2 separate regions of the Mus musculus genome follow, and region 2 is linked to region 1. A link is a contact called in public promoter capture Hi-C data. All regions are on one chromosome and are shown on one strand. The core of a region is the stretch at or near the end of the contact, and the rest is flanking DNA. Distances in the headings are between cores, read along the strand shown.

Evidence for each region. Capture Hi-C pulls out chosen DNA fragments and counts their contacts.
Region 2: a promoter capture Hi-C map of liver shows a contact between it and region 1. The contact joins two enhancer-like sites. A contact is called at or near these places in 1 of 115 datasets of contacts at active chromatin or transcription factors (memory CD8 T cells) and 2 of 9 other capture datasets (liver and pancreatic islet).

The regions. Positions count from the first base shown.
Region 1 is chr8:122,718,868-122,722,436 of GRCm38.p6, forward strand. No RefSeq gene overlaps it. Among named protein-coding and RNA genes, the nearest start is that of Gm10612, 23 kb to the left of the region's middle. Within about 2 kb of position 1,689, at least 101 of the 459 cell types and tissues checked have an H3K27ac peak or open chromatin away from gene starts, as enhancers often do. A contact at or near this core is called in liver, where this site is marked.
Region 2 is chr8:122,903,485-122,907,067 of GRCm38.p6, forward strand. The region is part of intron 4 of Ankrd11 (ankyrin repeat domain 11); the gene reads right to left. Gm39273 (a long non-coding RNA gene) reads left to right here. Exons shown (of 4, transcript XR_003947488.1): 2 at 1-2,478; 3 at 2,597-3,583. Among named protein-coding and RNA genes, the nearest start is that of Gm39272, 29 kb to the right of the region's middle. Within about 2 kb of position 2,102, at least 216 of the 459 cell types and tissues checked have an H3K27ac peak or open chromatin away from gene starts, as enhancers often do. A contact at or near this core is called in liver, where this site is marked.

The sequences.
Region 1 (3,569 bases), core at 439-2,938:
GCTCCAGGCCTGCTGGAGCCTCCTGCCAACGGGCCAATCCCTCCCTGTAAGTTAATCATTCATTCAACAAACGCCCCTTGGGCAGCTTTGGGCAGGAGTCACTACTGAGATCGAAAGTGAACTGGGTCTCCATTGGAGCCGAGTGGGGTTCACAGTGGAAGCTTCCTGAGACTGCTGGAACAGTAGACTCCATAGTACAGGCTTAAAACAGAAGCCAGGTTGGGCAGGTGGCCCAATGGGTAAGAGTATTTGCTGTGAAACCAAGATCTTAGTTCAAATCCCCAGCACCCATGTAAACACGGCTGTTTGGCTGTAACTGCAGTATTGGTAGGTGGAGAAACCAGGCTCAAAGTGGAGAGTTTCAGGTTCAGTCACACACACACACATACACACACACACACACACACACACACACACCTCCCATCACCAATACCTGGATGCCAGGCTGGCTCCATCCTGAAATGCCTGCCTCATGTGGCAGTGCCCATGCCCACGTGTGTCTGAATCTTTCTTTTCTAAGAACGCTGTCAGTGGATCTAGGACCGTTCCACCGCTCTTGCCACAAAGATCCTTCACTTAATGTCACCCACAAAGACCTTTGTAAAAATAAGGTCAATGTTTGCCATTGCAAGGTTTAAGACTCTGACCTGTGGTAGGGGAGTTGATGGTCTTGGACCAGGGAACCGTTGGGGGTGTGTGGGTGGGTGTGGGTGTGGGTCTGGAGTTGACCGGGATGGGGCAGCACAGACTGTCAGAAAAAAGATAAACACAGGGTGGCAGGGAGAGGTGGGGGAGGGCAGTGGGACTTCCAGGCCAGGAGACTTCTTACCCAAGAGGGGCTTCAGGGTACACTTCCCACGTGCTGCCTAAAGGAGGCAGTAAGGGCAGCGTTGCCCCTCTGCAAAGTAGGGCTTAGCAGAGCTCAGCACCAACTCCTTCCAAATTCTGGTGTGCACATGACCTGTCCCAGCCTGCCTGCTGTCCCGCCCTCTCTGTCACAAGTTTCCAGCCAGAAGCAAGTGGCCACAGCTGATAACCTCCCAGAACCTTGGTTTCCTCGTCTGTGAGAAGAAGATAACCACATCTCCTGAAATCAGGGGCTGTGTGGAGACACAGGCCAGGAGCTCTGGACCGACCACAGGCAGGCAGCACAGCCCCTCAGGGCAGCCTCTGAGCCTGCATGGTCAGCCAGCATGGGGGGTAGTCTCAGGGGCTTGTGGGTCAGTCTCCTTAACCACCAAGAGGATGCTGAGCTGACCCATGGGTCACTTGGAGGGGACAGATGGGGTGGGAACCAAAGTCCTGGGTGAGGAGAGAGAAGGGCAGGGAGAAGAAGCCACGAGCGTGGAACCAGGGAGGAAATCATAGCCCCCACTGCAGACAAACACGAACAGAGAGAGGGACCAAAGGGCTAGAGTGGGGCTCCACCTCTCCCGCTTTTCTCCAACGTGGGCAAGGAGCGGGGGAGGGGGGAGTAAGATGTAGGCGACCCACAGACTTGCCTTCTTGCAGAGAAAATATTCCCTGAAAGACATTAAATGAAGTAAATAGGAGAGATAAAAATGGAAATATCAAGGCAGCAACTTCTCTTCTGATTATAAAGCGAGCGGCGGAGGCGGGGTGGGGCGGGCCTGCGGGAGACGCAGCTGCAGCAGCCGGCCGGGCTGATAAGGGCTCTGGCAGCCTGCGCGGGCAAGATAAAGCCAGGCGCCGCTGCCCTCAATCCCGGCCATCATCAATATTCACAGGGCCTGACCAACTGGCATCGCAGATAGAATAAATATAGACTGCCAGCTATTACCGAGACCTTATTAATCCGCTTGCAGGCATTTAAAGGCCGTGGAAAATAGGGGGGGGGGTGAGCGCAACCATCAATAGCTCGACTCATCATCAAATACTTTCCTTACGGTTCCTCTCCTCCCCATTGTCTCAGGGTCTCAACGTTCTCTTAGAGATGAGGTTTTGGCACACAGATGGAGGGGCCAGGTGGGGAGGATTCAAACACCTGGTGGAGGGGATGCCAGGGGGTTACAGCTGTCCCTGGAGTCCTCCTGAGCTCTGAATGCATTCTCAGGGCAGACCTCACCCGCCTTGAGAAGTGTGTGCTGGCATCCAGCGTTCCCCTTCCCTTAAGCTGTCAGAGCCTGACTGGATGCTGGCTCACACAAGCACATTTATCACAGGAAGGGAAAACAGGGACATGCCCAGAGCAGCAGGGTTACTGCTGAAACCGGTCCAGCCAAGGCTGCTCGCCTGCCCAGACCCCACGGCTCCTGGCTGCTACAGTGTGCAATAGGCCTCCTGACTGGGTCTCCTGTGGTCCATTTGACTTCCGTGCCAGTCTCTCTTTGTAAGTGGCCTTGACAGGGGCCAGGCACCCAGGCATCTGGCTCCTTGTCGTCGTCGTCGTTGTCACATCTCAGTGGAGATACTTCCCTCTACAGAGGCCTTCTGCCTGTCACTATTCATACTGAGGCTTCCCCCCCAAACACAACAGGACGCACCATCTGACCCCAGATCTGGGGACAGAGCCCGGCTTGTGGGCACTCCTGGGCACATTGAGAGGGGAAGGAGAAAGACTCACCAGCCTTGGATGCTGGGTGGGGCTGGAGATACAGGATGTATGGGCAGGGAGCCTAAGGGCAGTCAGAAAAGATGCTTCAGGCAGAAGCAATGGATGGAGCAAAGGCTGAAAAGGACGCTCAGCTTGCCTTCTGCCTCTGGCACAGCACACATACCATCCTGGGCACAGATCACGCTTGCAGATCTTGGTTGGACTCCTTAGCTGCATACCTGAGGCAGGATCTTGTGGCAAGCGGCCTTTTGGAAGGTGACAGGGATACGAGGCCAAGGATATAGATCCAGCGGGAGCTTGAACCTGCACACATTCCAGGTGAGATGTCGGAAGTCATGAGGTGTAGAAGCCGTGCACCCCTGATCTACCTGTGGAACCAGGAGTTCCAATGTTCTTATCCCTGCACAAAAGATCCCAATCCCCATCCAAGGATTTGCTTTATTTTCGTTTTACATGTGTGGAGGAGGTCTTGCTTGCATGTATTTCTGTTTACTGTGTGTGGGCAGGGTGCTTAGAAGCCAGAAGAGGGTATAGGACTGAAGTTACAGATGGTTGTGAGCCGCCATACAAGTGCTGGGAATTGAGCCAGGGTCCTCTGGAAAACCGGAACCTACCAGAGCTCTTAACTATTGGCTGAACAGTCTCTCTACTGCCCCCACCCACCCCCGTCTCTCTGGTTTGCTGTAAACTCCTGAGAGGGCTCTGAGAGCCAAAGAGATGCCAGGATGGTCAGAGACAAGGTCCTGCATGGAGCAAGGCAGACCTGTGGCATCATCACACCTACAGGCTGAGCTCAGTGCCCAGCAGAGCTTGTAGCTGGCGTGGCGCTTAGCTCCAAGGGCCCAGATGGGGCTTCATCTCTCTCTTGGAAGCCACGCCTCCTCAGTCTCCTGCTGGTCCTGCCTCACACACCTACATCAAACATTCTCTAGCGACCTGTAAGTACTTCCAAGCTAAGCAGGCAGGCCCATCGAGGGTGTCACCCAAGGAAGAG
Region 2 (3,583 bases), core at 852-3,351, 190 kb after region 1:
TGTCCTGGAACTCAGAAATCCGCCTCCTGAGTGCTGGGATTAAAGGCGTGCGCCATTATGTCCAGCTTTTTTTTTTGTTTTTTTAAAAATATACACTGTAGCTGTCTCTAGACACACCAAGAGAAGGCATCAGATCTCATTACAGATGGTTGTGAGCCACCATGTGGTTGCTGGGAATTGAACTCAGAACCTCTGGAAGAGCAGTCAGTGCTCTTAACTGCTGAGTCATCTCTCCAGCCCTGGCCACTGAATTTTTAATTTTACTGATAATTTTCATTTCCAGATGTTTGATCTCAATTCTTTCTCCTAGTTCATTTTACTAGTTTTCACTCTGTCCAGATCAGAGTGGGGTTCTAAGGTTATCCCTTGCAGAACCTTTTGGAACAGCTTTGTCCCCTGTAGTCTGCAATCCTGACGAAGGAGTTCTGGCATCCAGAGCCTTACTTTTGCTCTTCTTGGGGGCCAGAAACCCTCGGTCCTGCCAGTGTATATGGAAGCACATATCCAACCCTACTAGAGGAGGAACAGGTTTCTGCCTTCTGAATTGTTTTAGAATCTACCAGCAATCCTGGAGTCTTTCAATAGCGACTGCCTTCTTTTATAGACAATGGGTCCTAAAGACAGGCACTGTGCAGTGTCTGAGGCCTGACTCCAGGGCCTGTCACCTGACTGAGACAATGCACTTGTGTCCACGTCGCAGTGTGGGCTTATTCTTGGCTTTTAATTCTAGGTTTTTTCAACAAGACCACTTTTTACAAGTATGGGCCTTCAGAATCCAGAAGCAGGTGTGGTCTTGATTCATGGTGGTATTTTAAACAGCAGTAAATTCCTTGCAGGTGCCAGTGAAACTCTCCAGAGCAGTTTGCCATCATTCCTACCAGGAACAAGTTCAGTGAACACCGTAACAGATCCCAAAACAACCTCCCCATCAAATATCTGAGCAAGTCGTGGAATCTAGAGTAACTTAGCTACAGTATTTCTGGTCACCAAGTCCCAATCCTAACACAGCAGGTAGAGGGTTCAACAGAGTGTTCTCAGCAGCCCAACACGCAGCACAACCTCATTGAGTAACAGTGGTGACTGCAAACCGCACTCCTGACTTAGTGGTATCTTTTTGTTTCATTTTTAGGGCAGCCATAATTAAGAAAGCCTGTGCTGAGATGCGTGACCCTCTTAGCTATGCGCGGTGGCCTTCTAGACCTTGTTCCTCCTTCTGAGAAATGGACTAGTCACCTGTAGCGTGGCAGTGAGGCCAGACTCAAGAAAACAATAACTTGGCTTCTATGACCTCTGCAGGTCGTTTCCCAATTTCTAACTGAGGGGAACACTGGTTCTCACTGCACCGCATGAGTCCAGAAGAACACAAGTGATGTGAGCGTCTCGACCCAGACAACAGGCAGGCAGCACGATCTACAAGCTGCCCCTTACTATGCTAAATGCATGCTAAAGATTGAAAAATACAGAAATACAAATCCAGGCATGCACTGAGACCTGGATACCAGCAGCTGGGAGCAGAAGCCCCTCCTAATACTAAGATCCTAACAGATGAGGCAGAAGTAGCACAGGCAAGGGCTCACGGCCCTCAGTGTGGAGCTGGGAGCACACTACCTGGCTCCTATACTCACATGTCTGTCACTCCTCCTCTTGTCTTCCTTAAGGATCTCTGCTGTGCTCTAACCCCAAACACCTTTCACATTGGCTAATTTTGATGTCTCATTGCTATAAATGCTAAATAACAGTCCTGAGCCTTCGTATCAAGTAGATATATTACTTTGTTCTGGTTTGCCCACCAGACCATCTGCCTCTGAATTATGGAAAATACACAATTTGAAACTGAAATTACTTTCTTTGCTAGTCCACAGTCTTCTCTGTGAAGAAAAAAATGGAAAGGGCAAATGGCTGAGAAATATACCAGACCAACCACCAAGTCCATGAAGCATTTTATTTGGCTCTGGTTGTTCACAAGCAGTCACACTGTGGTTATTAGGGCAATCAGCAGGTTCTCCACGCCACGCCCTTTCCCTGCCAAGCCCTAGCCTGTGAGTCAGTGACCTGGCAGACAGATGCACTCTGCTTTCTCACTTGCCATGGTCTAGCATCTGCCAATATGCAGCCCAGAGTTACACCATCTAGTGAGCAAGAGGACAGAAAAGCCTCATTAGCGTGTGTGCACATGTACACACACACAGCCTCTTACACCAAGCATTCCGAGTTCCATATAGCCAATGGCAAGAGAATCCCTCAGTTTTTCCTCTCCCACAGAAGAACTGAGGGATCAAGCCCCGAGGAATGAACGCTTCAGTGGGTGTCTAAGACTCATGAGTCGACCGAACGCTGTACAGACCCGAAAAGAGGCTCAAAGGCACAGCGGTGGAAAAAGTTAATTCTCTCCCTTCTTCCAAGGAAGCACTGTACTGGGAAGCCAGTTTTGACTTCATACGCAATGGGGCAGGTGGATTCTGTGTGAGCCCTAGAAAGGTAGGTAGGGTAATTTATAGATTTTTAAATTAGTGGAAAAATTTTCAACAGAGACCAAATTTTAAGCAAATCACGTAATTCCATAACGAAGGTTTTTTTTTTTTTTTTTTTTTTAAAGTAGCCCTAGGTGGCCTGCAGGTCATAGAATCTACTTGCTTCCCATGCTCCAGGATCAAAAGGTTGTGATGTCACACCAGGCCTCGGGAACTCTACAGAGACCAGACCGAGAGTGGGAGGAAGAGCCTTTCCTCACCAGGTGATGTATGTGGTCAACACCAAAGACCTGGTCTGGAAGAGGCCCTGAGGGAGTGGAGATGGTCTTACAGTCTGAGATGAGGGTACCGGCTCAGACAACCAGGTCTGTTATGTCCCAGTCTCGCCAGTGTCACAGGGGGTCAGGACATGCTCCTGTCCACAGCTCCTGGGCATCATGATCGCAGGCATGTTCCATCTTGAGGTCTATCTGAACACCTACAGCATCTAGCTGCGGCATAAGCATCACAACACTGATAGACAGCCTTGGGAGGGCAAGCTTTTTCATCAGGCTGACTCACAACAGACAAAACTGTACTGTTCTTGGCAGGATGCCCTCAGTCCTGACTAAGCACTGGGGAAGCCGCACCTCCAGTGGGCTGGGCCATTGGCAGCAGGGTCTGGGAAACAGGAAAAGTTTGTACGGTTTGGTCATTTAAGGCCAGCCAGCTTCTTGCCACTTGAGGGCACAGTAAAGGACGCTCACTATTTGCTACTAGGAACCCTGACTGGAATGAGGGTGGGAGGGTACCCCTTGTGTTACTGGGGTAGACCGCATTTGTCATCAAGGATGAGTGCTAAACTGTACATTATCAGCAGAGGGCGCTGGAGGAACACTGGTCAGGAAAGGATAAGCTATTGGCCTAGGGCACTGCAAGCATTTGTCTGTAAAAACCTTTCAAAACTAGGAGGTGCCTTAGTATGACTGAGTCACACACCTCCAGGGAGGTCTGACAACCCTATCAAGATGACCAGAGAGATCCTATCTTGGTCACTATTTCATCGAGTTAAAAATATCAGCACTTTTCCAGCTTCCAGAACTCTGAGCCAAAATAAACCTCTTTATTACACA